Regions from separate parts of the Zea mays genome. Here region 2 is linked to region 1. Evidence: chromatin contacts called from public Hi-C data. All regions are on one chromosome and are shown on one strand. The core of a region is the stretch at or near the end of the contact, and the rest is flanking DNA. Distances in the headings are between cores, read along the strand shown. Region 1 has its middle 74 kb from the start of LOC103632526. Region 2 holds the start of LOC100383441 (Structural maintenance of chromosomes protein 6B).

Evidence for each region. Hi-C and Micro-C count contacts between places; a contact is called where the count stands out from the background.
Region 2: a Hi-C map of ear shows a contact between it and region 1, with 3 times the contacts expected there. The contact joins the promoter of LOC100383441 here to the enhancer-like site in region 1. A contact is called at or near these places in 2 of 25 Hi-C or Micro-C datasets (ear and leaf).

The regions. Positions count from the first base shown.
Region 1 is chr7:85,219,110-85,222,805 of Zm-B73-REFERENCE-NAM-5.0, reverse strand. No RefSeq gene overlaps it. Among protein-coding and RNA genes, the nearest start is that of LOC103632526, 74 kb to the right of the region's middle. Within about 2 kb of position 1,470, at least 15 of the 20 cell types and tissues checked have an H3K27ac peak or open chromatin away from gene starts, as enhancers often do. A contact at or near this core is called in ear and leaf, where this site is marked.
Region 2 is chr7:85,590,516-85,594,629 of Zm-B73-REFERENCE-NAM-5.0, reverse strand. It overlaps LOC100383441 (Structural maintenance of chromosomes protein 6B), which reads right to left and starts at 2,637. Exons shown (of 28, transcript NM_001176091.1): 1 at 2,491-2,637; 2 at 2,287-2,392; 3 at 1,713-1,846; 4 at 482-537; 5 at 1-10. The coding sequence starts at 2,599.

The DNA.
Region 1 (3,696 bases), core at 221-2,720:
TCCACTCATAGTAAGCTTTTTTGCAAAAGAGTCTTTGAATCTTGATAAGCTTTACCTTGATTCCCAAAGGCCAGCATATCCTTGAGAGTCTTCTCCTTTGACGGGTAAGACTTGCGAAAGTACACTCCGTACTCAGGGTTTTCAAACCCATGTTGCTGTAGGTGATGAAACTACTGAGTTCTGTTGTTTCTGTTCCAAGGTGGTTCCCAAGCAGGAGGAGGAGAACTAAGACTTACCTAGGGAATGTGTTTTGCCTTCCTATGATGTAATAATAATAAGTTTAAGCACTCAGTACCCGGATATGTAATAATCAACTCTTTCTATATTTTACTTATGAATGTAAATTATGTTATTGTAATCCTTTCCGCTTACTCCGATGATGTGTAATGTCTATGTTATGGGTTAAGCGCTTCTGAGAGATATGATGGAGATACAGATAACCGAACCTATCGAGTCATTATGCAGTATCGAGTCATTGTGCGCACCTGTATGACTGTCTGAGGTCCTTAGGATGAGGACATTTGTAGGTGGGCCTAGGTTCCGTGACAGCAACTCCCTCGAAAGAGAGCGGTAAAGCGGAGCTTCACGTGGTGGCGTTGCCCAGTGAGCACACCAGCAATCACACCAGAGCCCTCCAAGCTAGATCGCAAACACCCACACAGAGTATATAACAACACGAACAACATGGAGGGGTCATTACCGATGCCCGAGTAGTGGTGAGTTCTGGCCACGACGAGGGGCGGATCCGCGGCGCCCCAATCACTCAAGCGAGCAGTTTTTGTGGGAGATGGTCGAGGCTCCGCTTGATAATGCTACACGTAGCTCCTCCACACGATGACAAAGCTCAGCACCGCCCTCCTTGACTGTACGACGCCGTAGATCGAGGCTTCCTCGGCGGTGTGGGACCGAATTGACGAAGGGGCACACTCTCTCCTTCTTTCTCTCGATACCGGTTAGGGCTTGTTCGGTTACACCAATCCAGAGGGGGATTGGAGGGGTTTAAATCCCCGCCTAGTTATTTTTGACTAGGAGGAGATTTAATCCCCTCCAATCCCCCTCTAGATTACTGTAACCGAACATGCCCTTAGGCTTTGTTTGGTTATAGTGGGATTGAAGTGGATTGAGGTGTATTGAAGGGGATTGAAAAAAAATTAGTTCATATTACACTCCAATACACCACATACCACCTCAATCCACTTCAATATCAGATTATCCAAACAAGCCCTTATGGGGATTAGGATTGATGAAAGGGAAAGGAGGGGACGAGATCCAATGCACGAATTTATGGCCTCAGTGGAGAGTCAGTTGAGGCGCCCGCTGTAATCGCGCGCAAGTCGACGGTGATCCAAGGTTTGCGCCGGGGCCGCAACGACCCGAGGGAGAGACTTGACAGGATTGGCCCACCTGGCATCAACCGAGCGCGAACAGGGGTGAGGGCTTGCGGCTGCACTGTGGACCCCGGACATCAGTGCAATCACATATGCAACGCCGACCCGCTGTGTTGTGCATTGGGTGAAAAACTAGGCCGTGCACGCGGTGGGGAAGTAGGCCTGCTAGAGGGATTCAACCCAGGCGCTGGTAGGAGCCCTTTTCTCTCTTTTTTCCTTTACTTATTTTCTGTTTTACACTTTTTTACCTTTTTTATTTTAACTTAAAATCTTGAATTTAAATTTAAACTAGTATTCCTCATTCCACTTAAATGTATCACAAACAAATAAATACCGACATGGAATGCAAATTTATTTATATTATTTATTTTATTCAATTATTGGAGCAAATGATTCAAGTATGAAATGCCCAAATACACAATACATATTATAGAATACTTATTACTCTTGAATGTATGCCAATTTAAAATTATGTTCATATTTATTTAAGAGAGAGGATTTTCTAGTGTATTATATTTATTAAGTTATTTTTTAACTTAATTCTTTTGGAGGATATCTCTAATCATAATATTCAACAAAGGCCGGTTAAGTTATATGAGGGTATTTTATTTAATCTCTGATTATAAAAGACTTTTATTTAAATCTTGGAATACCATCTCCTAGATCTCGAAGTAGAATTTTGGGGCGTTACAAATTCTACCCCCTTAAAAATAATCTTGCCCTCAAGATTAGTAAGACAAAGGAGCATAATTAGTTTGGTTTGCGGATTAGTTTGTTTGTGTTTTTTTCTTAACATTGATTAGAGGTGTTTACCAAATTGTGTCTAGCCAGTTGTTAGGCAGGAGGAGTCATGGTTAGAGCAAGGATAAGTTCGGTAAGAAAGCTTTTGGGCCAAGAAAGACTCCAGGTGAAGTGTTGAGTTCTTGATTCATCTCGAGATCTGCTTTGACTTCTATATCCTTCCTTGACTAGGTTGATTTCTCTTCCTTCTTGGGGGCTTGGTGTTACCATCAAAGTTAGAGACATATGGCTAAGATAACTGTGAGTAGTATAGACTACATTAAGTAGGTCAATATCTGTTTTGATGTTAGGTTGGAATAGGTGGTCATCATGAACATGTTGGTTAGGTCGTTTTCCATGGCCAAGTTGGTCTAGGGCACTAATTTAGGTTAAAACAAGTCTATAAGGGTAGGGTCTAATCTATTTCACTAGGATTAACTAACATGTTAAGTAACTAACTTTAGATTAGATCATGGTTGTCTTGGGTAGGACAAGTGTAACACTCCTGGTGTTACGAGAACTAAAACTTTGGCATGACATCATATGCATTGACATTTCATTATGTATGATACACCTAGGATGCATCCACTAGGCTAAAATATCAAAACAAACATCTGTGATGATCTGACTTGGTCAAAGGGGCCCTTGATCCTAGGTTAGAGTATCTCCCCAAGGATTAGAAGCATGTGGACTTGTGAGATGAGCACTAGATGATGATCTCAAAAGTTAGTAGAAATGTTCAAGAAAGGTTAAACTTAGAGGGCTTAAGTGCCACATGTACCCTAGAACACTCTAAACCCTAATTTGGAACCCTAAAACCCTAATTAGTGCCCTATTGCGTGATTTTGAGTTCTATGCACTTTTAGTCAAAAGTGTATGTATCAAAGTGATAGAGTAACAAATGTAAGCAACTTTCATGTTTGGGGATTTGTAACACCCAAAATCCTATTCTAAGATTTATAAATATTTCTTTATAAGATTTAGGGTTAAAAGGTATTTTAAAATAAGGTTCCTCATTTTTAAATGTTATTCTGAAAAAAAACATAAACTTAAAAGCTTGGGACCATAAACACAAGGAAGACTTTTTATTATTCTCTTTATGAACTATATACAAATGCATCCCTTAACAGAAATATTTAAAATGAAATAACTTATGGGAAAAGAATATTGTGCGGAAGGTATAATTGAATCATTTTTTTTGCATAAATAAATTAATTAAAATAAATTATACCTGCATCATGTTGGAGTTTGTTTGTGCATCTAACTTAAAAATTTAAAAATTCAAACCTGGATTTGAATAGAAATATAAAACAGGAAATAAAACAAGAAAATAAGAAAGAGAAGACCTCACCTTGTTCTACCTGGGACGAATCCACAATCTGGCCCAGTCTCCTGCGCTTCTATTCCTTTTGTTCACCGTGAACAGGTCCCTGGTTGCGTGTCACTGACGCATGGGTCCCATTACCCAGACTGCAGTGCCGCGCGCCTGCACTGTGTCCTGTCGCGCTGGCATCATGGGCCTAGGCGC
Region 2 (4,114 bases), core at 1,388-3,887, 370 kb before region 1:
CAACTTCAATCTGAAAAGTCACACAGATGCATCAGAATGCAGACAACATATATCTGGCAATCACATTACAAATAAGTAATCCAGCAGAAAGGATAAAGATTAAAACAATTAGATATCTATAGAATGAACGCATGATGAAGCACCAACTTTTAAATCAGAAGCATCCAAAAATATATGTCATGCTGTAAATAAACTAGAAACGATTTATAGTATCAACATCAAGGCTTGCAGAGCTCCTACACTGCTGACTGAATTTGCTCCCATACCATGTTGGTTGTGTCTTGTGTGTGTTGTATAGCATAACCTCACCATGTGCCTTAAGCACTCAAGAGAGTGTGGTAATTATCAACTTAACATTAACAACCGTATCGACCATATTTTTCCTGTTTTGAACCAGTACTCAACAAAAAAAATAATAAAGAGGCTACCAAAGAACCAAGCAAGCCAAACAGTGTTTTGTTCGAAGCAACAAGCAACTTACGTTAAAATGTTCAATTATTTCATTTAGGTCATCCTTGCGATGTGCCACCTTCCTCCCTGTTCCAGTACAAGCAGACATTAACGGTTAACATAACATAAGGATCCAAGGAAAATCTACAAGAGCTCATAAAAAATAAAGCTATTCTCTCGGTGCTATTGAGCAAATTTACCACAATTATCGACATGTAGTTCATACTTAATGCAACTTAAAATGCCAGCCCTTTATTCAGGTCAAACAGCCATTGTCATATTCAAGACGTGCAGTGCTTTGTTCAATAGAATTTTAGCTATTTATGATGGAAATGAAGGGTAACATGTAAAACAGGGTGCTCTGAGTATAATTATGCGGTGGAAGACAGAATGTCAGTGATTTGAAAACACAGTAGAAGCCAACAATTTAAGAGCATGTTTTTTTCCTACTTGGAAGTGGATCATGATGCTTGTCACAAGTACGGTTGGGACAACTAATAAAAGAAAAAATCGACAAAATAATATTTTAAGGGGGGTTTGCAGATTGAGGGCTAATTACCAAAATGTTTGCAGCACTGCCTCAGTATTGATTATAAACCAAGGGCAAGGGTGCTAAAATTTTGAAAACAGCAAGGCCTACCTTGCAAAGTGCACGGAAAAAAGGGGAGTGAACTCAATAGTCATGAGAAGTGTCTATTGTAAACCAACCTTACAAGTGACTAGATAAAGACAACGGTTTAAATTAATGATCTCGCGAAAGGGCCTGTAGTTAAGTTGGTTAGGTGGTCTGAGTAGCACTCCTTAGGTCTTGAGTTTGAATCCCAGTGGGAGCGAATTTCAGGCTGAGGTTAAAAGGTCATTTGTTGATTCCTCTGGTTGTGTGCACACGAGATGAACTGGCCTATAGGGGGTGGATCCGTGTGTAGAGGCTGGAAAGGCTCAAAGCACGAGTAAAGATCTGGTCTATATGGGACGACCATCATGTTGCATGGAGGGGCAGCTTTCGTGACCTTTCTCGGTCGGGGCGCTGATTGAGCTCCTTCTTAATATAATACCATGGGGGGCGGTCTTTCCCCTACTGGCCGAGTTTTTAAATTAATAACCTCTAAAACTCAATAATGTTAAAGCAAATGGCACAATCTATTAGAATGAAAACACAAGCAATAATTGACAACTTGGTGGCAGTAAATTCACCCAAGAAATGTCCCTTACAATAGACGAACACAACCGACAATCAGGAACGCTAGAACAGGAAGTTTTACCATGTTGATCCTTCAAAACTGTAGAACTAGCTGATTCAGTAATCCTGCGTTCCAATATAATAGTGTCCCCGTATACTTCAGGCTTAAACGCATCTTCCCCATGGTTATTAATATCCACAGTAATTGCTGCATAGCTGTAGTAGTAGAGAAGATGAAAATAATAGACCAGGTTACAGCTGGTTGCAAACAGGGGCCACGGAACCTTAAGTGGAAGGTTGTATGGTGAAGAATATGTGTGGCATATTAAGAATCCACTATATGCATGAAAACAGTCGAGAAAATATCTTTACATTTTTCAGATGCAATACATTGCAAAGGCCTTGAACTTGAGAGCATATTGAAAATAAACTAGGTGTAGGTGTGTGGCACAATATTTGCAGTTCTCCATAATCATCACTCATATGTATCTATTAGTCACATCTACGGACGAGAGTCAAACAGCTCAACGCAGTAACGGAAGTCCACAAAGGTTGTTAGCCCTAAAACGGATTTAACTATTTATTTAGAAAATCAGTAACTAAAAAAATCAGGGCTAAAAGAAAGAATGGCGGCAAAGAGAGAAGGCCAACGCAACCTGCAGCCGGTCTTGATGAAATCCTTGAGGGAGGCGGCGCGCTGGGTGTTCTTAGCACGGCAGCCAAAGGCGACGCAGAGAGCCGTAAGGATGGCGCTCTTCCCGCCTGCAACGCCACGTCGTAGGAGAAGAGAAGAGCACCATGCGTCAGGAGGCACCGCGATAAATGGCGAGAGGGACGGGGGTAGGGTTTGGGAGGCGTACTTCCGTTCTGGCCGGTGATGAAATTCACGTGCTTGTCGAGCTCGATGTGGAGACTGGAGTGGCACATGAAGTTCTCTAGCCGGATGCGGGAGATAGTCCCCGCCGCCATCGCCAGCGACCACGCGCCGCTTCCTTTGGGGTGGAAGCTTGAACCCGAAAGGTTGAGTGGCGATTTTGCTGGGATGAAGCCCGCCAGAAGCCCTCAAAATAGCCGCGTGACGCCGGGAAGTTGGAAGGGCTTGCGATTTGTTTCTTTTTCTAAAGTTTAGAGCATCTCCGAAAACAACTTTAAAATTCACTGAAGTATCTCCAAAATACTAGTTAAATGGTTTGTTAAGATAAATTTTAAATACTCAACAGTAAAATAATTCTCCATTAGACTAGCCATGTAACTCGACGAGGTGAGTGATAATGCTTTACAACGGAAACATATAATACTACGATAACTTATATATAAAATATGTGTTATATTGTTATGTTATGAAAAAAGGTCTTGTAATTTATTTGTGATCCTGGTCATACATAATTTTTTTATTTTAATTTAGTCATTTCAACACTATATTGCAACCATCAAAGGTCGCGTCGTCGTCGTCCGTCGCTCTGTCTCGGCTTCCACCGTCAGCGGCCGCGCTCGCGACAAGGTTACTCGCGATCTGGACGGTCAGGTAAGTGTCTTTCTCAAGGTAGTCAGGTGGGCGGTCGCCGTTAAGGTCGGCCATTGTGGCCTGCCTCTCGACGGGGGTCGGTCTAGGGTCAGTATCATGCGACAGCAAGGTCTGGTCACATACGCGCGGAAGGGTTGTCGCCGGAAAACGCTTGCGCCTACAGAAGCAGATGGCATTCGTGCTTTGGCGGTGGAACGGAGAATTTGTTGCATGCGGAAAATGTTACTGGTGCCCATCATGGAGAGGTTACCAGTACGTGTTCTTCGCCAGCGTGTTCTGCATCTCCGCTGCCTGATCTGGGTAATGTTTCTGCGGCTGGAGGTGGTGGCTGTAAACCGGGATGGGACTCAGCTCCGGCAAAGTTCGAGTGGATGGAGACGTTGCAGTCCGTTGGTGAATGCGCAGTGGGGGTCTGCAGGTCGGGACCTATGCGGACGCCTGTTCATAGTCCGCTTCATCCTCCTCCTTTGACCTCTTCTTCTAGGAGTAAGGTGAAGCCATGGCAGGGCAAGTTGCCATCGCCACGGTGTTCGCCGAAGCTCACACTTGGAGATGTCCTATCAATGGCGCAAGAGCGCCGGAAACCAAGTTACGACGATGGGCGTCGTGTTCAAGGGTTGAAGAAGGCGGAATGTACGGCTGTGTTAGTGGGGCCGCCGGAGGCAGCTTCAAATTTGCTTCCTTGTTTATTTGGAAAGGCTGGAGATCGGGCAAATCTGCAGGAATCGCTCACATCTTCATTTCCGGATACAAGGAGCCATAGTTTGTATGTGTATGGTAGGCGTAGATTTGGGAGAGCCCAGCAGCTGAAACTCAGCCCTGGAATTCCTTACAGACCTACGCCAGGGCTGGCTTCCCTTTTTGCACGTACGGGCACCTGGGTGACTAGTGCTCGGGTAGTTCATTCAACTCTCAGGAAGTCAGCCACCATCTCATACGTGGACGCAGCAAGGCATACA